Linked DNA regions of Sus scrofa: regions 1, 2 and 3 are each linked to region 4. The links are chromatin contacts, called in public Hi-C and promoter capture Hi-C maps. All regions are on one chromosome and are shown on one strand. The core of a region is the stretch at or near the end of the contact, and the rest is flanking DNA. Distances in the headings are between cores, read along the strand shown. Region 1 has its middle 130 kb from the start of MREG. Region 2 has its middle 260 kb from the start of MREG. Region 3 has its middle 170 kb from the start of MREG. Region 4 overlaps FN1 (fibronectin).

What was found. Promoter capture Hi-C pulls out the DNA fragments that hold promoters and counts their contacts. Hi-C and Micro-C count contacts between places; a contact is called where the count stands out from the background.
Region 1: a Hi-C map of embryonic fibroblasts shows a contact between it and region 4, with 1.6 times the contacts expected there. The contact joins two enhancer-like sites. A contact is called at or near these places in 1 of 5 promoter capture datasets (liver) and 1 of 47 Hi-C or Micro-C datasets (embryonic fibroblasts).
Region 2: a promoter capture Hi-C map of liver shows a contact between it and region 4, with 6 times the contacts expected there. The contact joins two enhancer-like sites. A contact is called at or near these places in 1 of 5 promoter capture datasets (liver) and 1 of 47 Hi-C or Micro-C datasets (embryonic fibroblasts).
Region 3: a contact with region 4 is called in a Hi-C map of liver, with 9 times the contacts expected there. The contact joins two enhancer-like sites. A contact is called at or near these places in 2 of 5 promoter capture datasets (fetal liver and liver) and 3 of 47 Hi-C or Micro-C datasets (embryonic fibroblasts and liver).

What each region holds. Positions count from the first base shown.
Region 1 is chr15:118,142,889-118,149,409 of Sscrofa11.1, reverse strand. No RefSeq gene overlaps it. Among named protein-coding and RNA genes, the nearest start is that of MREG, 130 kb to the left of the region's middle. Within about 2 kb of position 4,934, at least 4 of the 83 cell types and tissues checked have an H3K27ac peak or open chromatin away from gene starts, as enhancers often do. A contact at or near this core is called in embryonic fibroblasts, where this site is marked.
Region 2 is chr15:118,014,217-118,020,549 of Sscrofa11.1, reverse strand. No RefSeq gene overlaps it. Among named protein-coding and RNA genes, the nearest start is that of MREG, 260 kb to the left of the region's middle. Within about 2 kb of position 2,514, at least 1 of the 83 cell types and tissues checked has an H3K27ac peak or open chromatin away from gene starts, as enhancers often do. A contact at or near this core is called in liver, where this site is marked.
Region 3 is chr15:118,100,146-118,106,097 of Sscrofa11.1, reverse strand. No RefSeq gene overlaps it. Among named protein-coding and RNA genes, the nearest start is that of MREG, 170 kb to the left of the region's middle. Within about 2 kb of position 4,562, at least 1 of the 83 cell types and tissues checked has an H3K27ac peak or open chromatin away from gene starts, as enhancers often do. A contact at or near this core is called in liver, where this site is marked.
Region 4 is chr15:117,726,730-117,733,455 of Sscrofa11.1, reverse strand. It overlaps FN1 (fibronectin), which reads left to right. Exons shown (of 50, transcript XM_003133642.5): 2 at 548-609; 3 at 2,187-2,342; 4 at 2,688-2,862; 5 at 3,766-3,894; 6 at 4,844-4,981; 7 at 6,327-6,458. Among named protein-coding and RNA genes, the nearest start is that of FN1, 7.1 kb to the left of the region's middle. Within about 2 kb of position 1,960, at least 61 of the 83 cell types and tissues checked have an H3K27ac peak or open chromatin away from gene starts, as enhancers often do. A contact at or near this core is called in embryonic fibroblasts and liver, where this site is marked.

The DNA.
Region 1 (6,521 bases), core at 3,685-6,184, 410 kb before region 4:
TCCCACATGAAATTTCTCTTCTAGATCATTAAAGAAAAAGCTCTGCAGAAAGACCACTGTGAATGTGTGTATTTTCTTTGAATTGTGGGCCAGGGATGGTATTTACGAAGGTAAATAAAGTAGTTTCTGAAATCTTATGAACAAGATCCAGCCTTCAGTTAAGCTAAACAGATTGCATTCCATCTGCAGTTCTCAGCATGGTGTATCTGTTAATGGCTGAAAAGAAGAGTTCTTTATTTTGAAAACATAAGGAGATAGAAAAACTCTTATACGAAAAAAAAAAGAGGAAAAAAAGATGGCGTGACTTGAGTTGAGACAGTTTATGTGTGGAAATTTATAAAAATGTGCCACAAAGCTCACTTTAAGTTTCCTAATTGCCAGCTGTGGGCCTGATAAATGTGGGATGGGTCTTAATTTCTATGTTGTGAGATTTTTCTCTACAGATGCCCTGATTGCCTGGTTGCAATATGAGTGTACTTAAAAAGAGAGTGAGAGAGAGAAAGAAAAAAAGTTGAGTTCTCTGAATTTTTTTAATCCTTTGCTTTTGAATTCTTAATAAAATTAGTGTGCTCTCCTTTCTATCCATTTGTACCAAAAGAAGCAAATGGAAGGTGAGGGGAAGGATAGAGTTTACAAACAGATTAAGTGGTGCGATTTGAAGTATCACAAATGCTTCTCCTATTACACGATGTCTGATATTCCGTGTATCACAGAAAGATACCTTTGGAGAACTTTTGTGTCATTTTTTATTTTCTGATTTAAATCATAGCTAGTGAGAAGAAGAAACCTAATGATAGCACAATAGGGAAGGCTCTGGGTAGTTAAGAGCCAGAAAGAAGACAGGCTCCTAGAAGAATGGTTCAGTGCTAGAAAGGAGAGACCCAAAGGGCAAGCCAGTGTGCCAGCTTGCTTAATTGTGCCCCAAGTTGGTCTAGGATTGGTTCCGGTAGAGGATGGCTAATTTTTCAAAATGATTATAGTCTTGGAGATTTACTTTCTCCTCTAACCCACTTGATTAAAGACTCAGTTAAAACCATATTCTGGTCTCAGTTCCTCTTTGCATTGGGAAGGGAAGGAACTGAATCCATGCTTGGAGTGAAAAGGTGAAAGAGGAGCCATAAATGTGAGGAATCCAATGCCTTGAGAGGTTGCAAGTATGAGGTCCTCTTCCTTATCCTTGACAGCACTGGGTATTATTGAGATTTCTAATTTTTGTTCATTGGATTGGGACAAAATAATTCTTCACTGTTGTTTTCACATGTATTTCTTTAGTTATGCAGGAGGTTGAACATTTGAACATCTTTTTAAAAAAATTAGAATATTGTTGATTTACAGTGTTGTGTCAATTTTTGCTTTACTGCATAGTTACCCAGTCATATATGTGTGTATATATATATACATATATATATTCTTTTTCTCATACTATCTTCTATTATGTTCTACCCCAAGAGACTGGACATAGTTCCCTGTGCGTATCCATTCTAAATCAAACAATTTATTGACTATTTGTACTTATGATTTTGGTAAACTTTTTATATCTGTCTCCATTTTTCTGTTGCAATTGCTGGGCTTTCCATTTTTAAAATTTGTATGATTTTTTTTGGTATGAGATCTTTGAAATTTATTTTTATTATTTTAGTTTTTATTTTGCTTTTTTTGCTTTTTTTTAGGGCTGTACCTGTGGCATATGGAAGTTCCCAGGCTAGGGGTTGAATCAGAGCTGCAGCTGCTGCCTACACCACAGCCACAGCAACTCAGGATCTGACCTATGTCTGCAGTCTATACCACAGCTTGGAGCAACACCAGATCCTTAGCTTACTGAGCAAGGCCAGGAATTGAACCCATATCCTCATGGATACTAGTTGGGTTTGTTACTGCTGAACTGCAACAGGAACTCCAGTATGAGCTCTTTTTAAATGAAAGAAATTAGTCCACTCAAATGTGGTGTACATATGTTTTTCAATATTCTTGGTTTTTCAACTTTATTATCTATTTTTTTCTATTAAAAAGCTTTAAATTTTAATGTAGTCATTTTTGTCACTCTTATTTTTGGTTCTTCTGTCCCATGTTTGAGGCCTTCCTTAAACATGTTTCAACGCCATTAAAAAAAATAATAATAATCCCTATTTTCCTTAATCAAAATGCCACTTTTATTAAAAATTCCCATATATATTCAGGTCTGTTTATCAACTCTTTTCTTTCATTGTTACAGTATTTCTCCAGTACCCTTTTTTTTTTTCCTTTTTTTGTCTTTTCGCCTTTGCTAGGGCTGCTCCTGTAGCATATGGAAGTTCCCAGGCTAGGCGTCTAATCGGAGCTGTGGCCACTGGCCTATACCAGAGCCACAGCAATACAGGATCTGAGCCGCGTCTGTGACCTACACCACAGCTCATGGCAACACCGAATCCTTAACCCACTGAACAAGGCCAGGGATCGAACCCGCAACCTCATGGTTTCTGGTCTGATTTGTTAACCACTGAGCCACGACAGGAACTCCCCCAAATTTTCCTTGCTGTAGCTTTATTATGTGCTTTAATATCTTCTGAGGCAGATACCCTCTTGGTAATTTTCCTGGCTATTATCACAGTTTTGTTAACATATTTGACAGTATATACCAACAACAAAGTTCAATACCAACAACAAAACTTATGTTAAACTTATAAGTTCAATACCAACAACAAAATCTTGTTGGTATTGAATTTATAAGTTAGTTTAGGTGAAATTGACATCTTTGACAGTGGGGAATCTTTCTGTTTTTATTTTTGTCTTACTGTTTCATTTTTATTGCATGGTTATAGCAAGTGCAACTGGCATAAGGAGGTTTGGAAACAAAACTAAGAGCCTATGGTAAACATGCACCACAATTGTTAGGAACTGAAGAAACAGAGCAATCTACTAGAATGCTCTGCTTTACATGCCTTTTAGCAGAAGGAGAAGGTATTGGTTAATCTGATGGTTTTGTTATGTGGAGGTCGGGTAAAGGAGTCTTTGAATTCAAGGAAACAATGTGTCTTTCTGTAGGAGTTTTACACATCAAATTTAGCTTTGTTTTCCAGAATCTTCTTCTCTGTGTAGTTCCAGGTTGGATTTTACCAAAAGAGAAATTTGTGTGACGTTTGCAAGGCAGATGTGAAGCAGCAGCCATTTTCTTTAAAGGTCATTGTGGACAGAGGTGATGAGAGGCAGGTACATGAGGGCAAGTGGGTTTCAGTGGATTCTTGCTCTTTCCTATTCCACGTCCTGCTCTTCTTCCTGACTCTGACCCTACCGACCCAAAGCAAACCAGTCCCACGAATGGACATTTGATTGTGAACCCATGGAGGTGGTAACTAGGCAGAGGTAGTACTCTTCCCAGGCTAATATGCTCATCTCCTTTTGCACATCACTTTTGGCAGCTGCATATGCTGTGCTTCCTGATTGCCCTGGTCACACAGATCAGCTCTATACAATGGGGAAGAAGAGAGTCACACAAGGATGCAAATATCAGGAGATAGGAATCACAGGAGGCCATCTTGGAGGATGGCTACCACTTATTCTGCCTCACTTTCACAGAATGTCCTATTTTCACATGTTATTTTGTTCCTGAGTATCTTTTTCTTTCCCAACACCCAAGAGTGGGTGCAGCAGAGGGAGAGCTGCCAGATAACTAATGTTCACCAGCAATGTCAATGAGTTTCAACAAAGGAGTGCTTGTCCTCTACCATACAGTGACTCTTACATCTAAAGTGCCAGCTACACCTTCTCTGCAGAGTATGGCGTATAAATAACTAAGAAAAGAGAGGAAATGGTACTGGGTGGGAAGGATCCAAAAGAGGGAACTCTGATCTTTCCATTGTTGGTCTGAGTCTGCCAGCTCTAAGAGAAATCCCTTTACTTACCCTTCTCCTACTCTATGGTGTGGACAGGTCTAGATGACCACAAACCCTCTGGGGTTCTGTATCTCCTTTTCCATGCATGCACACACCTACTCTGAGGATGTGAGTAAGGAGATGGGGCTCCTATGAATTGGAATTCTCTCCTACCATCTGTAAAAAGTTAGGGCTGCACTTGGCTCCAAGACACTAGGGATTCCCAGTGATAAACAGATGATAAAATGCTGCACTTAGAGATATTCTTATATATTCCCAACCTCCCACTTCTGACTGGATCTATTTTAAGACAGGGGCTCTGTCATAGACGGACAAACTTGTCTATATCTCCCTAGATCTTAATTTCATCTTTTTTCCCCCTCAGCATCACATCAGTTTCATCCAAAATGAAGACAGCTTTTCCTATTTATTAAATTCCTCTTCTGGTTAAAATATTGGAATGATTCAGCTTTCTCACATGTTTTCTCCTGTTTTGTCCTTGTTTTGAGAATTCTGCCTAAGCCCGGAGGAATTTAAGGATTTCCAGAATCAAGTGATAGGTGTTCCAAATGAGATATGAGCATTTACAAAGAAAGTTGCTTAGCAGCTATTTACAAACAAAGGCATTTTTCCAACGGAAAAGAATTAAAAAGCAAATGATACCATTAAAGGGCAAAGAGTCAGGAAGACTACCTTGATGGTATAAAAATTTACTACTTGATCTCATTTTTTTATAGTGCAGATAATGGTTGCTTGAAGAAGGAGGAAAATGTGTCAAGGGACTTTGATGAAGAAAAAAAAGTAAGCCTGTATGTTGGTTTGAAATGATGACCGAACAATGATTTCATTTCACTGTAGTCCAGCAATAAATCTATAACTCTTCTCTCACCAGTGACACTAGACACTGTAGGGAATCGAGGCCAGCTAGTTCCAGGCACTAATCTTTCCTGCTGGGAAATGCATCTGCTAGGTGTATTGGACCCAGAAAATCTGGCAAGACCAGTTTTTGTATGAATTGGCTATTAATCTTGACCACTCTTGCTTACAGTTCATCACTTTAGGGGCTATAGTCCAGTCATGCTGAGTTCTGGGACATTTCTAATGACTCGTTACCTTAGCATGTCTCAGAGCACAAGGAAGCAGCTACTTGGATGTTTACATTCTTTTCAGGCAAAAATGAAAAACAAACAAACCAAAAATGATTACAGGAAGTAAAGACATGAGCTGGGGTCATTACTTGAACTCACCCCCTGGCTTCACCACCCACTAACTGGCACTTTATCTCATGGAACCTTACAGTCTGTGTCTATAAAATGAGGCAATTGAGTTAGAACAATGTTTTTGGCTTTTCCATCACCACAAACCCGTTTTATTATTTTTCCTCTATAGACCTTTTGTTTTGAGAGATTTTATCTAGACGATGACATGTATATTGTAGTAATTCATTTGTTCTACTTTTTATTGTATTTCCATTTCAAAGTTATCCATATATTAAGCAACAATGTATTTACACAATGGTGTATAAAAATGTTATGAAATCATATAATCAAAGCCATGGCTGAGATGCTAATAAGCATCTCATGCTAATATCTACTGCTATTGTTCACTTTATTTTGGGTACTAAATGTCACTAAGTGTCTTTATTTTGTGTGCTAAGTGTTAATTTTACCTCCTTTACAGAGCCCTTGGCACACAAATAACTAAAAAATAAGGAGGGACTGGCACTGAGTGAGTAGGATCCAAAAGAGGGATGGCAAATTCAAGGTCTGAGGTTATACGGCCAAGGTCATGATTATGAGCTCCTTCTTTACCGTGATTACTTCATATATGGGTTTAGGAACAAACCCTCATAAACTCATCATTCCTCTGAGGACATAGAAGCCAATGAGAACTGATAGGTGGAAGATGGCTGGTATTAACATGTTACACAGACCTATTTCTAGTCAGAAGCAAAACCATAATCATGTGTGCCCTAACCAGAAGTATTTGTATGCTTCCCTAGGCTATTAATCTTGGATGGAAATATTGTCAAAACCTCTAAGTATATAGAAAAATTTCATAATTCTAGAATTCTTGTGCAACAGTGGTTGTACTGCCTTCTCATCTACTCTGTTGTGTGGTGGTTAGGTGGAGTTTGGGGTTGATTGGCTCAGTTGGTTGGAGCAGAGTGCTAACTGTATCAGAAGTTTTATTCTGTTTATAACCATAGGTTTCCCTGCTCATCTCTGCCATCCTTCTGAACAATGCTTTCTACTTGTCACAAGAGAGTCACTCAAAGTCCCTTGTTCTACTTTGAGTGCCAACACCGGCATGAATTTTAAAGAGGGATTTCCTATTAGTATTTTGGAATGCATTAGCTCTGCACCTCTACTGCTTCAAGGAAACATCTCTCTCTCCCTGTTTCTCTTTTTTTTAGTGGCCCCCTCTGTGGCATGTGGAAATCCCCCGGGGCCAGGAGTCAAATCAGAGCTGCAGTTGAAGTCTACTGCACAGCCATGGCAACTCAGGATCTGAGCTGCATCTTCAACCTGTGCCACAGCTTGCAGCCACACTGAATCCTTAACCCACTGAGTGAGATCAGGGCTCGAACCCACATCCTCACAGAGGCAACATTGGATCCTTAACCTACTGATCCACTGTAGGAACTCAGGAAACACCTTCTCTTTGTTTCTT
Region 2 (6,333 bases), core at 1,265-3,764, 290 kb before region 4:
GCTTTGTTGCCTAGTTCAATTTTTGTTTTATTTGCTCTTGAAAATAATGTTTATAATCTAATTGTTGGAGGAGGGCTCTATATATTTTCCTTAGCTCAATCATATTCATTGTTTTGTTCAAATTCTCTCTACACCCATTAATTTTTTTTAATCTTTTGATCAATCCATTTCTGTGAGAGAGAGGTATTAAAATATTCTACTGTGGTCATATATTTATCAACTTCTCTTTGTATTTTAGTTTTTGTTTTATATGATTTGGAGCTAATATGTTGGGCAAAACATGCACAGGATCATATTATTTTCTTGGGGAATTAATCTTTTTTAGTATGAGATAATGCCTCCTTTATTCCTTAAAATACTTAAACTCTGTTTGTCTACTATGTGTATCAATAAGATCAGCTTTCTCTCATTTAGAATTTTCCTGATATATGTTATTCCAACCCTTTATTTTCTGCCTTTTGGTGTTAGTATGTTCTAGTGAGTCTTCTGGAAGAAGCATTCATCTAGTTTATTATTTTGCCCAATTTTAGTCCAATCATAGAGGCTCTATCTCTTACTAGATGGTTAATCATATTATATCTTTTATGATTACTTACCTAATATACTTCATGACCTCTTCATTTATTTCTGAAAACAAAGTTATTTCTAACATATAGATATGACTCTAACACTTAGGCTATATTACACGTTTGATTTGAAAATGGATTCTATGTGTTTTATTCTATGTGTTTTATTATTGCCTTCTGTTGATTGGATTAATTGAATTTTCTCTTTCCACTTATCTCTTATCCTAATTTAGAAGTTTTACATTCTTTTTCATTCTACTTCTATTCTTTTTTCTGTTTTAATGGTTATCAGTACATTTTTGAAGCGTATACTCGAGTTACAAGGCTAAAGTTAATCCTCCTGACCAGTAAAAAGATCCTAGTACATTTTGACTGTACATAGTCATATTTTTCACATCTGGTGTTTTAGATCTGCCTTATTTTTTGCTGTCTAATGCCTTAAATTATGCGGTCCAAATGAAATTTTATAATTTTTTTGCATTTAATATTTTATAATTTTCTACATTTAATATTAATGTATTTACATTTAATATTTAATATTTAGATTTATGCACATACTTACCAACTTTGCTTAACAGTTCTTGTTTCCATTTACTCCTTGATTTAATTTCCTCTTATTCTGTGAGACCCTGTGTGCGGTACCTCTCATTCTTTGTTGGTCTGAACATTTGTTTTTAGTTTATCTTCATTCTGAAATGAGAGTTTAGCTTGATAAAGTATTCTGGGTTGGAAGTTATTTTCCTTTAATAAAAATAAATAAATAAATAGAAATACAGGAAACTCAATCCAATCTCTTGGGATAGAACATGATGGAAGATAATATGAGAAAAAGAATGTATATATATGCATGACTGGGTCACTTTGCTGTACAGCAGAAATTGGCACCAACATTGTAAACCAACTATACTCTAATAAAAATAAATCAATAAAAAAGAAAGGTATTTCCCCTTAGTTCTTTGAAGATATCTCATTTTCTTCTGGCCTCTCTTGTTGCTGGTAAGAAGTCTGCTGTCAGTCCAACTGTCCCCTTTTTAGTAAATTCGTATTTTTTTCATTATTTAAAAATTTTCTCTTTTTTTTTTTGTGGTCCAATGCATCTAAGTGTAGAATATCTTTTATTTGTCCCCCTTTGGCCTTTTGGTGTATCTTCTTCTATATGAATATTTATATTATTTTTCAATTCCAGACATTACCTCTTTGAATCTCCTTTACTTTCTCTATGAACCTTTCTAAAAATCTTATTAAATAGATTCTGCATCTTTCAATCTAATTTCCACCTTATTTTGTGTCTTTTTTTATTTTTACCTTAAAAAAAGTGTTCCCATGCTACATTCAAAGTAAGGTATCCTCAGACTTTTCTTCCAATTTGGCTCATTTTCTCTTCTGTTATTTAACCAATCCATTGAATTTTTAGATTTTTATCTTTTACTTCCAGATTTCTATTTGATTTTTTAAGATAGTGCATAGTCTTTTATCATAGTGTCTTATTCTTTCATCATGGAATTTCTTCCTTCTTTATTTGTTTTAGCTATTTCAAAACTACAGATAGTATAAAGTTATTTGGAAGTAATATTTGCTTTCCTGTGGGACTTTTCTGAGGGATCTTTGTCCAAAGAGACCCTCACTGATGTTAGATCTTTGTTTCATATATTACATAATTTAAAATTTTGCGACCTTATCTTTAGCAGATTTATCTTCCCTCTGTGGAAGTTCCTTATAGTATTCCCAATGGAGTTTCCTCCTAGAGAAGTTTTGCATTTGCTTTTTCAAGGAATTCTTTGCAACCAGCCCAGGAACAATGCCTACATCAGCTTCAAACTGGGACATTCCATATCCCAAGAAAGTGTGAAGTCAGACTCCATATCCAGTTGTGGCATGGGCTTGCAGCTTCAGGAGTGTGGGAAACTGCCCTCTGCCCCCGATTCTCACCCCCAGATCCTAGGGCAGAGTCCAGCCCTAGTCTGCTGCTTCCCTTGGCTGCGACATGGACTTTGTCTCTTTTCATCTCATTAAAGTTGTAGCACATTAGCGTTCCAGCTTCATGCAAAGGTCTCAGCAGCAGCTGCCCTTCTTGCTCAGCCCCAATGCCTCATATCCAGCCTTTGTGTGCTGGTATCAGGGCCTATTTCTCAATTTGATGTTAGTCCCTCTGCATCTCCGATTCCAGGGCCACTGCAACATCATTTGCACTCTCAGCCTTTCTGACCCCTCTGCATTTCTGTGCTCTTGGAATTCCTTTTTCTTTCTTTTTTTTGTTTTGTCTTTTGTCTTTTTTTAGGGCCCCACCCATGGCATATGGAGGTTCCCAGGCTAGGGGTCTAATTGGAGCTATAGCTGCCAGCCTATGCCAGAGCCACAGCAACACCAGATCTGAGCCACGTCTGCGACCTATACCACAGCTCAAGGCAACACCGGATCTTTAACCCATTGAGCAAGGCCAGGGATTGAACCCTCAATCTCAGGGTTCCTAGTCAGATTTGATTCCACTGCGCCAGGACAGAAACTCCTCCTCTTTATTTCTGATGAGTTCAGCTGGGAATTAAAAAAATATATACATATATCGAGTTCCCATCATGACCCAGTGGAAACAAATCCGACAAGGAACTATGAAGTTGCAAGTTCCATCCCTAGCCTCGCTCGGTGGGTTAAGGAGCTGGCGTTGCTGTGAGCTGTGATATAGGTTGCAGATACGACTCAGATCTGGCGTTGCTGTTACTCTGACGTAGGCTGGTGGCTACAGCTCCGATTCTACCCCTAGCCTGGGAACCTCCACATGCCTCGAGTGCAACCCTAGGAAGCAAAAAAAAAAAAAAAAAAGACATCTTTTAAATCTCTTTTTATTCAGCATTTCTCGGTATTTGTTGTTGAAGTCACTCCTTCACCTCACTTGCCCATATTGATAGGACTAGTTAGTTTATTTTCTCCAGAAAAATACAACATACTGTAACATAGGCTCCTAATGAAAAACTTTATTCATAAAGAATCTTGAGTTATGTGTACATGGTGCTTAAAACTATTAGTAAATTGTATGAAAAATATCAGTGGAATGTTTGGCACCAAATACCAAAACTCTTTTTAATTAACCCTTTCCCTTTCTAGGCTTCTAAAAACTTATTTTAAAAATATTCTGGGAGTTCCCATAATGGCTTAGCAGAAATGAATCTGACTAGTATCTATGAAGACACAGATTCCATCTCTGGCCTTGCTCACTGGGTTAAGGATCTGGCTTTGCTGTGAGCTGTGGTGTGGTCAAAGATGCCACTTGGATCTGGTGTTGCTGTGGCTGTGGTGTACGCCGGCAACTACAGTTCCAATTTGACCCCTAGCCTGGGAGCTTCCATATGCCACAGGTTTGGCTCTAAAAAGACAAAAAAAAAAAAAAAATCCTGCATTCTGTGAACATATTTGAATTATCTGATTAGTACAGTGGGGCTATTTCCTTAAAATAAGGAAAAAAACTGTTGAAATAAATTTCTGTTTTATTTGTTCAGGTTTTGAGGCCAGATACCAGTCAAGTTATAGCAGAGAGGTAAGTAAATTACCTAGTGTGTAAGATGCACTGCATGTAAATATCAGCTAACCAACAACTGTGTGAAGATTTCCCAATAAAGCAGATTCTGCATTGAAAGATGTGAAACTGATGTCTTCACAGCAAAGAAGGTCTAAAATGGGTGAAGAAGGACAAAGACAAACCTTAGTGGAATCTCTGTATGAAATTGGTACAGCGAGTCAGGACCAATTACAGAGTATCCTTAGGGTTTGGAGTGGATAGTCATTGTCTTCTTGCCACTAGCATCTTTTCTAACCCCTTTGATAACAGCATTCATTTTCTTTGAGGAAACCTTTCTCCATGAGTCTGTGAGCCTCCTTGGGATGGTAATTTAAGGTGCCTGGCTTCCTCTGGGCAGCTCTCCCAAACTGGTCCAACCATACTTTCTAACCTGAGACTTTGAAGCTTGAGGTGAGTCTACTAGATCAGAAGAATGATCAGCAGTGACATTTTTCATTAGTGCCTGCTATCTGGATTCTAAGACACGTCTTTTTTTTTTTTTTTTTTGAAGGGGAACTTCTTGGAGCTCCATTTCCAGTTTTCTCTTTTATCTGGTGACTTGCACAACATTCTTACAAGAATTTCCTTTTCATCTTAGGCAAACAAGAATTACTCTCTGCTGCTGGCTACCAAAGAATCCCTGGGTTGCTTTGCTTTATACCTGGAATATATTTCAGTATGAAAATAGCTTTTGGTAAATTATAGGCCATTCTAAAACTCAGAATTTGAAATTAATGTAAAATAATTACTTCAATTTTATCAATATTGGACATCAGTCATTTTTATGTTTTGAGTTTTCTTCAAGTGAGTTTCACCTGTATCATGCTTTTTAAAAATGTAGTTGATTGTACCTTGGCAGGCATAAGTTGACTTGGGGATATAAGTCTGCATAAGTTGACTTGGGGATATAAGTCTGCAAAGCAAGTTACGGTGTACGTATGAGGCTCCACCGTGTTTATAAAGCAGAGATGCTCTTACTATTAAGCTTGTTCAAACAAGATTGGGTGGGTGCTGCGTGCACGGTGGTTAAGAACCTCTTGTGGCCACATATTTGCTGAAAAGAAAGAGTGGATTTGGTTCGAGTTCCCCTTTTTGGAGCTTTTATACTTGAGAAAGTGTTCTCAGTGTTTTATCATTTTGAAACTGCTGTGTGTAATAGGAACTAATGAATCAGTTTGTCATTATGAAAACCAAAGTAAAATTAGAATGTTGTTTTGCAAAAGCACATTGGCAGTTGCTCTGTCCAGAGTTGTGTAAGTTGTTCTATGTGTGGCTGTTCCATGAGCCTTTAAATATACATACACCCAGGTTTCAGGCTTCTGTGGCTTGGATCAGAGTGATCTTCCTGTCTGCAGTGCCCCTTTCACTGTCTCTTTGCCTATTGAAGTCCTACGCATCTCCCAAGCCAACCCAAACATTACCTTCCCCTGGAACCTTAGTTCTGCCCAGTGGAATTAGTCACTCTGTCTTTTGGACTTCCTAATCCTTTCTCATTCCTTTGGAAGGTTTATCTCTTCAACTAATAGACTCTGGGCAACATGGAAAAGGGAGGAAGCACTGGTCCAGAGCTCTCTGCACTGTAACTGTTCAATGTCTGTAATCAAATTAGTTTATCTCCTTAGGAACTGAATCCTCTGCTTCCTCGTGTATTCAGGGAATCCTTTTGGTGTGTTTCTCAGACTACCTAATATATGTGGTATTGCCAAGGGGCTACCATCACATGCAGAAGAATTTGAATAATGCACACTGTGGAAACTAACATAAACCTTCCACCTCGTTCTATATTTATTTCCATTTAAATGTTACCCGAACACTTCACCGTTTGAACACTCTAATTTGAGGGAGATGTAACAATCCTTTTCAGGGATGGGTCATTTTTTTGGATAAAAGTGTTTCAATTTATCAGTCATATGGGGGGCTTGAGGAGAGTTGTGTTTTAGTTAGTTTTTTTTTTTTTTTCTGTTTAAAGACACATCTGTCCTTATTTGAAATTAGTCATGGCCATGCTCATCTTTTGGTGATGGAAGTTTGAGGAGTGGCCTTCATAGGCCCCTATGGTTCACATGGTGTAGTCTATGGGCTCCACGTGGCCGGAATATCTTTCAGCACCACACGGCTCACCCCCTGATCTGGATCTCTTGTTTCATGCACGTGCTCTTTCCATGGCCACAGCAATCTTTCTATTCCTGCTTCCTGTGCTCAAAATCTTTTACCACT
Region 3 (5,952 bases), core at 3,313-5,812, 370 kb before region 4:
ACCTTCTGTGCCATCTGGACATGCTATTATTATGGACAAACCAGTTGGGAATTTTTGGTTCTCTTGTACAGAGCCTTGACTGGAGGTGACCAGAGAAACAAAGAGTGGCCCTTGCTTTCGAGGAGGTGATGATTCAATTTTGAGAAGAGAGAATGCAAAGTAAACTTCTATTTCTAATGTCAGGGAGTACCATGCTCTTCTAGAAAAACCTTCTCTTAGATATGGAGAACACTTAGGGGGCACCAGAAGACAGAGAGCAGGCAATAGAAATATCTTTCCTTCTGTATCTAGGAGGATAAACAGCCTGAGCCTTCTGGAGTGAGTTAGCATACTATTTTATACAAAGCCCGAGAAAGCTCAGGTTTTTAAGTACTACCTTCTTGTTTGTTCAGTCCTTGCATTACTTTGGAATGTGCATTTCTCAGATATCTGAGAGACATTCTGTAACGTATATTCCAGGCACTGCCTCTTACTCATCTTTTGGGCTAGTCCATCTGTCATTGACTGTCGTACTTTTCTGGAATCTAGGTTTATGTTTGTTCAGGAAATAATTGCTTGATGTGCATGACCCTATTTTGTGTTTCTTTGCTCTACTTTGTAAAAGAAATCACTTGCACCGTTTGCTTTTTTTTTTTTTTTTTTTTTTTTTTAACTGAGCTCCTATTACCTGACAAAGGATCTATTTTTTTGCCTAGGAAATGACTTCCTCTACAAATCAGTCAGTGTTTGGTGGGAACCATGCAGAGAAAACATGACTAGGGCCCAGAAGGAGTCTGTTTCTCTTTATCTCTTGTTCATTCTTCGTGGGCTCCAGAGAACCGTTGCAAGGAACCTACACCAGCCACTCTCCATTTCTGTGCCCTGATTATGATTAAGCCCATGTTTATGTTTTTACTCCTGCTGATATGGTCGGGGGCGCTCTAGATAAACATAAGATGTGGGAAAAATTTATCTCCGAGTCCTCTTTCCCTTTTGCAGAAAACTTTCTCCTCTTCTTGTCTGTCCCTTCAAACTCCAGTCTTGCTCTCTCTTACCACCACAATTTCTCCTCCGCCCTCCCATCTAGACCGCCCCATAAGTAGTGGTCCAACCTTCTTACCTGGCTTTCCAGTCTATACCTCTGCTGTTTAAACTTGCTCTGTTGGGGTTTCCTTACCTCAGGGATTTGTTGGAAGACTGGCTAGTTCTTCTCATAAATCAGTTCATGCCATGTTGATAATAGCTGATAAAAATCAAGAGTTCCTGTTGTGGCTCAGTGGGTTAAGAATCTGACTAGTACCCATGAGGATGTGGGTTCGATCTCTGGCCTCATTCAGTGGGTTAAGGATCCAGCATTGCCACAAGCTGCAGTGTAGGTCGCAGACAAAGCTCAGATCTGGCGTTACTGTGGCTGTGGCTGTGGTCAGCAGCTACAGCTCCAATTCGACCCCTATCCTGGGAATTTCCACATGCCCAAGTTGCAGCCCTAAAACAAACAAACAAGCAAAATTGATAAAAATCAACCCCAAATACGCATCCGCTTGCAAAGAACCCATTTCCATTTTATCCAGCTGAGATCTTTAATGCCTTAGCTCTGTCCAGGTAACCCAGTAAGATCTGTGTTTAGGGAAAAATTCACAGAACACATATTATACATTTTCAAATTTACTTGAAGCTTCAAATTTACTTGGAGATTTTTTCTTTTGGTGGGGGCAAAGCCCACATTATCTGTCAGAGCACATAAAGAGATACAGTAGAAATAAAAATTCCCCTGTCTTAAAAATAAAGTATGAGAAAATAAGACATTTCCAGTTCTGGTAAACTACTCTTGAGTTGGTCTCTAGATCCTCTGGGATTTGTTTTCACTTCTTCTCCCATCAAAGATTCTTGGATGAAATACTGAGAAGTGGTAGCTTAAGCCAAAACAGTTTTCCATGGTCAGAATTCTAAGCATTTTAGGTTGGTGGGAAATATTTTTTTTCTTTTTTGAAAATTTCTCTGATCACTTGTCTAGATGTGGAATGTAGTTGGTGAGCCAGTCCTGTGGGTAGGAGTACATTTTCTGGGGCTGAACACTTTTTGAGTCTCTCTACAAAGTTGTGTTCAATTCTGTCTGCGCTTTTGCACAAGTGTCTTTAGTGGGTAAGTTGGAGATCTGAGTGATGACATTTAGCAAAAAGATGGCAGAGATTTGCTTTTAACTTTGCATTTTTGGGTGAGATAAGATCCTTTAGGTACTTCTTCATAAAGGATATCTTAAAATTGTTGAATTATTTACTTACAGTAGAGAAGTGAATGTCAGATGAGAATAAATCTTCAGTGAACTTTGAAGAGAGATTTAAACGTTTAAATATGCAGTTTGTTTTGTTGCATAATAAATTACATTCTTTAGAGAATGAAAAACTGCAATGAGAAACTACAGAATTAATGGGATTCTCTAGTTATTTTTATTGAGAGAATTTTCTAGAAATGAATTATAGATTTCGGCAATAGTTCAAATTATTCACACTTTGTTGCTTTAATGTCTGCTGTATCCTTCTATGACTTCATAGCTCATGTGCTTTCTTTACAAAAGGGATAAACTTAATAGTAAAGTCAAAACATTACAGTCATTTCCTTTGAAGAAAAAAATGTCCCTTTTTATATTGTTTTCAACAAATAATTCACTGTAACTATTGATTGAAATATGCTTCCCATCCTTTGCCAGAAGTACTGGAGGGAAATTTTATTTTATCTTCCAGCAAAACTGGAGGGCAAGCATTTCCCTAGAGATTACAAGGGGTTTTTGGAAAGAGTCTTAACCAAAGTGGTTTTCGTATTCTCATGCTTCTTCATGAGATCTACTAGGAGAGACTCATTATTCAAATTTAAGCAACATTCTGGGAGGAACAACCCCTAAAAGCATTTATCCATCACTTAAACCCTAGTGCTAATTTGTGTATCAGCAGCTTTGCCATTTTCAGTTAAAAGCTATTGTTAAGAACATCTATTGTCAAGTCAAAAAAAAAAAAAAAGCCCACTATTTTAATCACAACATCAAAGGAAACCAAAAAAACATAGTGAATAACTATAATTGTACTGTTCTAACAGAATAAGTTCACCTTTGTGCTTTCCTTCCTGGCTTTGTCCATTTTCAAACATGTTTCTAATAGTGATGTAATCATATTCTAGACACTGTGCACCTAGCTGGGGAGCGGGTTGGGGGCAGTGCCTGTTTGGTGGGGCCTGTGGATCATAGGGGAAGACCAAGCAACAGAGGGGATGGCCACAATTTCCTACCACTTCTACTTTCTCCACCCTCCCTCCTGTTCTGCTCTCTACATCTCTTGCTTTGTCCTCCTCCTGACCTGCCTTCTGTTGGTCCATGAAAGTAAATTCAAGTTACCTTATTTTTGTATTTTAGGATGTTTACAATCATTGGGGTTTTCAAGTTGAAATTGCAAATCAATCACCCAATCTAATTTATTTTCTTTCCCCTTCTGCCCCTGAACACCATGTTCAGTCTAACCCACATGTATGAATTACCTTTCTCTTGCCAAGCAACTTGCAACTGGCGAATACAGAGATGACGAATTCTTCCTCACGTCTCTACCTACAAGTCACAGAGTAACTGGCAAAGAGATCATTACAACGGTAGATAAGGAGTGCTATCTTCTAGGAGAGCCAAAGAGGAGCTACATTTACAGTAACAGTAAGTATTATGAGAAACACTGGGATAAAGCTTAATATAGGAGGCTGTGAATGCACACTGTGGGAACCTTAACCTAACTTTGTGAACAGGTGCAGAGAAGGTAACAATTAAACTGGCTTTGAAAGTTTGGGAAGGCTGGGTGGAGAAGTGGGGGAGAGCATTTTAGGCACACACAATAACCCTGAGGTGTGGAATAGTGATGGTTGGCTTTAGTTCAGGCTCCAGGGCTAGAGGAGATCACTGAGTTAGGGTACTGAATTGCATGTTATCAGAGGCCTGGTGTTCTATGTTAAGTAGTTGAGATGTTGTTTTTGGGCAACAGGGTATCAAATGGAGATCTGTGGGCACAGAAATGACATGGTCAGTTTTTTGCTTGTTTCATTTTAAGGGGAAGTAGTTCTGGTGGATAAGGGATTGGCAGAGTGAGGGTGGCATGGGGGCCCAGTGGTACTAGGGCTCTTTCCTCTGTAGTAAATTTCTCACCACTTACCATGCTATGTGGTCTTTGTTGAAAAATGAATGGCTTTGCATTGCATCTGAGTTTGAGGAAGACTCTCATCTTGAATTTTACCCTTTGTATCCCATCAGCCACATGACTTAGGGCAAGACATCACTGATACATGGCACCACATCAATCCACTCAGTCCACCTCTCTTTCCTGGATCGTGGGATGGATGTCCAGGAAAAGCAAAGGGGGACACTTAAAATCCACTTATGGGAATCACCAGGGATGTCTTCAATTCAAGGCTAAATCCTTTTGGCTTCAGCTTCCGTTTTGAGTCCTGACTCTGTCCTACAGATCAAGAGACTGAGGTTGGCCTTCCTGGCCTGACTTTACTCTTTTATGACTCAGATGCTGTCTCACTCTTAATCTAACCTTTGGGCCCAAATCCAGGCTCTAGGCACTGAAGAGTGCAAAGGTCAGACCTGCCTGAACCTCCTCACCAGGGAACATGCAGATCATGCCTGATCTGGGTTCATTTCTCCTAGTGAAGATTTATTTCACATTGTTTAAAATCAAATACTATCCTAAATCTCCCTTTCAAGCAATTCCTTTCTTTCAACATACTTCCCTGAGTTACCCTCTCATTAATCCATTTTCTCCTTTAATTATCAACCTAGGCCAGCCTCTATGAACCAAATTTTCTTTTGGAAAATTGCATACTTAAAACATTTGTGATAATTCTAAACCACTGAGAGGAAAAAGAAGTTTGTCTATTAACTGGGGTATTGCACTCCATACTCCTGTTTTGGGCACTCTAAACCTCTGAATATTCTTTTTTTTTGGTCTTTTTAGGGCCATACCGAGGCATATGTAATTCCCAGGCTAGGGGTCGAATCAGAGCTGTGGCTGCTGGCCTATGCCACAGCCACAACAATGCCAGATCGGAGCCGTGTCTGCGAGCTACACCACAGCTCATGGCAATGCCAGATCCTTAACTCACTAAATGGGGCCAGGGGTCAAACCTGTGTTCTCATGGATGCTAGTTGGGTTTGTTACCGCTGAACCACAATGGAAACTCCAACCTCTGAATATTCTTTGTAAAAATGCTTTTTAATGGAAAATTTCAAATATATGCAAATTAGATAAACTCTGTGCTCATCATCCAGCTTTGACAGTTACCAACAAATGGTCCCATTTGTTTCAGCTGTACCCCCAACCACTATTCCCTTAGTCCCCAATGTTTTCGATGAAATTCTAGATCTCCTATGATTTTATATGTAAATATCTCAAGTGAAGAATTCCTTTCACAATCCTAACCGCAGCTTCAATATCACACCAAAATATCACTAACTTCCTGTATTATCGGGTAACTTGACTATTTTCAAACTTAACCAATTGTCTTAGTTTTTTTTAAATACAATTTTTTCAAATTGGGATTTAAATAAGGCCGTACTTTGCACTTGATTGATAGATCTCTAATCTCTTTTGAGCTACAAATTCTTCCTCCTATTTTATTATTATTATTATTATTATTTTTGTTAAGGTATTTGTTGAAGAACCTGGGTAATTCATCCCATAGCATTCTCCAGTCTGGATTTTGCTAATTGTATCATTTAAGGCCTGTTGAATGTGTTCCTGTATTCCTGTATGTCTTGTAAATTAGTGGTTAGATGTTGAGGCTTAATCAGATCCAGGTTTCCTTCTTTATTTCTGACAGTTTAAGTGGTGTTGAGTACTTCTACCAGTCTTTTTGTAAGCGGGCGGCCACTGCTAATCACAGCCAGGCTCTATTAATTTAATAAGGATTGCAAAATGATGACATCTAAACTCTATCATC
Region 4 (6,726 bases), core at 711-3,210:
TACAAATAGAAGGATGTTGTTTGCTTAAGAACCCATCCTGTCAGAATAGTTAGAATTCTTAAGGGAGTGAAAGGGAATCGTGGACTTGAGGCATGGCTAGTTTGAACAGGGTCAGAGTGGAGAGATTTAACTATCTCTCCAGTTAGAGATAATTGACTTACACAATTACAAAGGACATTGATAATAAAAGAATACTGTAGCAAGTCTTGTTATCTGAACTAAAAAAATGTTTCCATCTCCAAAGTTCAAAAAATAAAAGCTGCTTTCAAGTAAAAGGGTAAACTCTCAGGCATTTCTGTAAAATTCAGTCCGAATATTATATATATGTTTGCTTATGAGACATTTGAGATATATCATATCCTTAAGCAAAGTATATCTCAATGGATTGAAATACAAATTACTTCTGAAATGTAAGTCACTTGGGCTTTTTTTCCCTCCAAGCTCTCTGTGTATATTATTCTAGTGTATTTTGAGTAAGTAAATATATCAAACTATCATGGTTTTGGTTGATGAAATACTTTTCTAACCACTTATTTCCTTCCCCCAGAATCCATGTATTTTAAGAAAGCATTGGCTTCAGGTTTATCTTGCTTATATCCTGATTTCCAGGTACCCTTCCCTCTGGCAGGAACACCCAGCTTCCCAGAAATTTACTGAGAATTTTACAAGGGGCCCTTTTATACTTGAAAGAGAAAACTGCTTTGTCAAGTGATGATGAGAAATTCAAAAAAACTCTAACCCAGACGGGACTCTAAATTTGGGGAAATCCGAGGCACTCTTTCAACTGGCAAAGTTGGTCACAAAGATGCCTCAAGAAGTTATTTTACACTGCTTATAGGAAACTGATATTTGCTGTGTGTGTGAGTGTGTTTCCCTTTAATTCCCTGTGTTAATAAAAGCAAATGTTAGTTTTGTGTCTTTGATGTGTTGGGCATTTTATAGACCAGAGTTCGAATAACCCCATGGCAGTTGCTAAAGGTGGAACATTTGGAGAAAACAAGTGCTTGCAGAAATAAACATATTTAGCTAACAGATTTTCTAGATTCCCAAAGCAAATAGGAGGTCCACACTACTAACCTAACTAGGAGGCAAAGCTTTTGAGTTTTGGTCCCTCAGAAGTTACTGAAGAAAGTCGAGGACTCCTTTCAAAGATCCTTCCTTAAAAAGCAAGTGTGGTTTGTGTTTGTCTGTAAAAAGGACTGATGTGATGAGTTGCTAAATGCTAGAGACTTCTCAGATTGTGCCTTTAGAGGGAAAGACAGACACATCTTAAATAGGAACTTTCCACATTCTTGGAGTAAGTAACACTTGAAATGTGAAAAATCTGGCAGCGAGGCTGGGGGAGGGGAATTCTGTGATGAAATCGATGTCCACCAAATGAAAATGCCAAATAAAAGCAAGAAAGAACTGTAGGAAGGCAAGTCTGGAAATGGTCTTTTCTCAACTTTTAGTGACTCAAAGATCTCTACTTTGCGTAAGGGGCGCGGTGAACATGGGGAAGGACACCGCGATATTTCTCTCTACAGGGTCGACCAAGTTTTCCAGGTTTTAGCGGTAACAGGTATCGAAACTCCAGGGAAAAGACTTTCTTGCATATTTGAGGGGAAAAAAAGCAAACTGCTGCTCTGTCCTTTCAAAAGCAACCTCATTCTCTAAATTTCTCCCTGATCCGTCAAGCGCCCCGCAGAACTCTTGGCACTTAGTAGAGGCTCATTGAAGGCTCTCTTTTCCCTTCTAGCCCCTCTCCCCGCCTCGACCCGCGACCCTGGCTAGCACGTCCTCAGACCCCGCAGATACCGCGTTTGGAAGGGGAAAAGTCCTAAGAAGAAGCTACGAAGGCAAAGAAAGTTAAGTTCTCAGTGCACAGTAGACCAAAGAAAGGGAACCGGAGGAAAGCCAGCCCCGCCCTGGGACGGCAGAGGCTACATTCCTACATCTGCAAGGTGGTGGCTACTTTATGGTTTTTCCTCCCCCCGAAATACACTCCACTAAGCAGAGATATTTTCCAGAGGTGACGCAATGTCCTCAACCTCTCTCTGCATCCCCATAAAAAAAAGGGGGGGGGGGAAGCGGGGGTGGCGGGGGGACTCGCGACCCCTTCGCTACACACGACTCCAGCCCTCCCTTTCCTGCCTGTCTACCCCTTCGCAGCCGCTTCCTATCCTTCCCCTTCTGCCCCCTAAAAGTTTGACGACCGCAAAGGAAACCAAAAAAAAGTTCTCTTGCCCCAGTCCTGGCGGGCGATCAGCATCTCTTTTGTTCGCTGCGAACCCACAGTCCTCCTGACGTCACCCGGAGCCCAGGCCAATCGGCGAGCGGTCGGCGGCGGCGGCAAGAGGAGGGTGGGGGGAGTCTGACCGGTCCCTCCTCCCAGGCGCCCGAGGCCTCGCGGGGGCGGGAGGGGACCGTCCCATATAAACCCCAGCTCTCGGGTCTCCGCTGCCCGCGCCGGCTGCGCTTTGCAGGGGGGGAGGAGAGGGAGCCCTAGGCGCGAGCGGGAGAGAGGGGACCTGCAGCCACAACTTCTTTCTTCCTCTCCTTCCCCTCTGTCCCTCTACCCTTCCCCTTCCCCATCATCCAGCCCTTACCTTCTTGGCGGCGTCGGCCCGTAGCGGGCACTGGAAGGGACTCCTCTGGCAGGTTGCGAAAAAGAAGTCAAACTTGGTGGAAAGTTGTCTCCTGGTTAGAGCGTCTATATCCCCGCACCTTCTCAAGATGCTCGGGGTCCAGGACCCGGGCTTCTGCTGCTGGCCGTCCTGTCCCTGGGGACAACGGTGCCCTCCACTGGAGCGTCGAAGAGCAAGAGGCAGGCTCAGCAGATCGTTCAGCCCCAATCCCCGTTGGTTGACAGCCAACGCAAGCGTGAGTACTGACCGCGAACTGAGACAGGCTGTCGCAGGGGTGGGACCGTAAAGCCAACCAAAGTTGTGGCTAAAGTTTTGTGCGCGCGCGAGTGTGGAGTGAGTTCACGCTGCCTGTGGACACAAAAGACTCTGGGTTTGAGCAGGCTGGTTCTGGGGGCCTAAGATAGCTACTGCCTTGGAGGACAGGGGCTCTGTGGTGTCCGGCAGGGCTCTTATCAGCTCTGCACGTCCCGGGCGTCCTCCTATGAATTCGTCGAAACTTGCCTTTAAAAAGGAAAATGATGTGTGCCTTTAAATTTTCCATTTGGGATTAGCGTGGTCTTTAGGCTTATTTTCTTTGTTACTAAAACAATTGATGGAATATTTTCAAAATGGGGGTGAGGAGAGGGTAGCTAAAAAACTGTTGTTCCTACTTTGAATGAGATGTAATTGGTTCAGATTGCTTTGGGGGCCCTCAGGATGCTTCTCCAAAAAGAGAGATGGGAATTCCTCTTCCAGTTTTTCAAAGACACACCCTCCCTTTTCCTTGGCTAAAGGAAACTGCCTGACTTATTACTCCCAAAGAGCACTGAAATTCCTTGCACTTTTTAAAATGTAATTCCCAGTTATCTGCTTTTCAAAATGTTTCCTTTGATGCAGACCCCTGGCCAGATGGAAATGACATCATTGTATAATGTTTAACTCGGTCAAAGAAAAAAAAAAAAAAAGGAATACCTATATGTCTACGTGTACAAATTGCAGTTAACTCTTTAGATAGCTAACTCCTTTTAATTTTCCACATGCGCTGATGATTAACTTTTTTTTCATATGTTGCTTAGGCTCCTCAATTTAGTTGTACAAGAAATTTCCGTAATTTGGAAAAAGGAAGAATGTAATAACTTTTTCCTTCGATTCTTTACAGCTGGTTGTTACGACAATGGAAAACACTATCAGATAAACCAACAATGGGAGCGCACTTACCTGGGCAGTGCCTTGGTTTGTACCTGTTATGGAGGGAGCCGGGGCTTCAACTGTGAGAGCAAGCCTGAGCGTAAGTGGTGGGGACCCTGCCCAGTTCTTAGTGTCTTCTATTAATGGAGAAGTGGTGCCTGTTCCTTAAACTTAGTGTTAGTAGTAAAATTACATACACCATTTTCCCAATAGACTTGTCTGTCATTGCCTCTTTAAAAATGTTTAATAACTGCTTTTCACATGTTCCTTTTACCTTTAAAACAAAAGAACAAATATATCCCAAAATAGTCCCTAGAGCCTTCTTTTTGTTTTACTTTCCCAAAGCCTTTGATGAAAAAAAAAAAAAATGAAAGACGTTGTGTGTTCTTTCTCCCTCCAAAAAAAAAAAAATGCTTATAAAATTTTGGTTTATTAGAAAGTAATTTCGAATCTTAAACCGTAAGGTTATGAGGCAGCACAACCTTTGGGCATTATACTGTAGAGCGATTTGTCGGCTGCAGTGCAACATTAAACCACTCACGCTTCAAAGTTCTCATTCCTCTGTGACCCGTGATATGTTTCTTGTAAATCATGGCAACTCATACAGAGAAGCACCGGTGAGGCTAAAACGGAAATAGTAGGATTAACAAGTGACAATGCCTGAGGGGAAGTGGGGGAGGGCTCTTCAAATTGTTTGCTTTTTCTGTGGACCTTGATTTGGCTTCCTGAGCCAGAAAGGGGACTCTAAAGCCCTGCCTTCACAATCTGAGTCCTAAGGTCGCACTTTATAAAGTTTTTTCCTAAGGTCTGAGAATCCTTTCCAATTGAAATTCATTTCCAGAAAATTAGGGAACTTGTCAAAGGTCAAACTGAGGCTTTATTAGAGCCCAGGGTAAAACCAGGATCTCCCCCACTCCATCTTTTAAAACTTTCCGTTTGTTCCTTGCTACTCATAGAATGGAAAAGTGAGTTTTCCTTTGGATCGGAGTAGTGGAATAGAAAAGCTTTTACATATGTGAGGCTCACGTGGACTTTCCTTCTCCCTTCAGCTGAAGAGACCTGCTTTGACAAGTACACTGGGAACACTTACCGGGTGGGCGACACTTATGAGCGCCCTAAAGACTCCATGATCTGGGACTGTACCTGCATTGGAGCTGGGCGAGGCAGAATAAGTTGCACCATTGCAAGTAAGAATGTCATTCTGTCACATGCTGCTAAATTATCATAATATGAATTTCCTCATCACCATCACTGTCACTTTCTGTTATCCATGACTGGATAATCCTCATTTGGGGATTTACCCTAGGTGACCAGGCACCCTTAGGTGGTCACCCAGCCGCTTCCTGTGCTTCTGGAAGATGGCTCTGAGTGCAGGTGGAGTCAGTGTTTAGTCTGTGTGGATTTATGAGTGTGTGTGTGTGTGTGTGTGTGTGTGTGTACACAGTGGAACCACGTGGATCTCTTGGATTCTATTCCAGTACAACATGCTTAGAGGAATTGCCCATTTTATGTTATCTGGGCATCTTCAGGCCGGGCTGTTTACGTGGTGATCTGCAGGCATTAGGAAGATGGTCACTAAGGACATGAGCCACTCTGTGGGCTGCTCTTCTTGATCGCAACACAGAGACCTCTTGGATCTCACGGAAACAGTCTGGTTTCTTTCTGACCAGTATTTTATACCCAGGAAGCAGGTCTTTCTATTCCCAGGCATAATATGGAATGATTAGCCCAAAAGTGTTTCCAAGGGACTTTGGGATCTGGATTCACTCTCAGCAATTCTAGTTTAGCTATGGCAATCTTTCCAGTATGACTCATTGGGTTACCAACAGATTCTATTAACATAGCATTTAGTTTTTTCAATCCATTATTTAAGTATAAGTCACCTTAATGCTCTATCTTAAAAACTAATTGGTCTGTTGCGAATAAGCCTAATTTTTCCCATATTTAATGTTAGGGTTTATCCAAATGCATTGACACATCTTAAGAGTCAGTGGTCCATAGTGGACAGCTTGGCCTTTGCATGTGCCATTGCATTTAACAGCCTAGAAAAGTAGTCAGATTTCCACACCTGATATATATACATCTATTTGCTTTCCATCAAAATGACATTTCTATCCTAGGATAAAATATAGACTCTCCACATCCTGAAAGCTGGAATGTGAGGCCTGATATGGCTTTTCCATTGAATTAGTCTCCAGGCTCAACCTGCTGTGTATGTGGAGACCATGCCTGCCAGCCTTTCTTTTCTGCTTTAGAACCCAATTTCCTGTGATCTCTCTGGGGATACCGGGATTTACGACTCCTTTCTTTGCCATTCAATTTTCTCTGTGGTTTCCCATTGTGCTTAAACAAGACATTTAATTGAGTGACCCAAAGTGTTAACTTTTCCAGAGTGTCTAATGGGAAAGCTCTTCTTTGTGCCCTTACTTTGGCTAACCTAAGTGCCTATCCAGGTGGGAACATGAGACTTTTTCTGTTTTAAAACTATTTTGCATCCTACTCTCTCTGACATTTGCTTTTTATCTTGAACAGACCGCTGCCATGAAGGGGGTCAGTCCTACAAGATTGGTGACACTTGGAGGAGACCGCATGAGACTGGTGGTTACATGTTAGAGTGTGTGTGTCTTGGTAATGGGAAAGGAGAATGGACCTGCAAGCCCATAGGTGTGTGACTCTCCCAGATGCATGCGGGGTGGGGATGCACAGTCAGAACGTTGGGGTGAACCCTAATTGACATGGACAAGAGATCTGAATTCCAGTTAAAAATGGGAGTTCCTGTCGTGGCTCAGTGGTAACAAACCCAACTAGTATCCATGAGGACGCAGGTTTGATCCCTGACTTTGCTCAGTGGGTTAAGGATGTGGCATTGCCACGAGGGGTGATGCACGTCGCAGACGTGGCTCACATCCCAAGTTGCTGTGGCTGTGGTGTA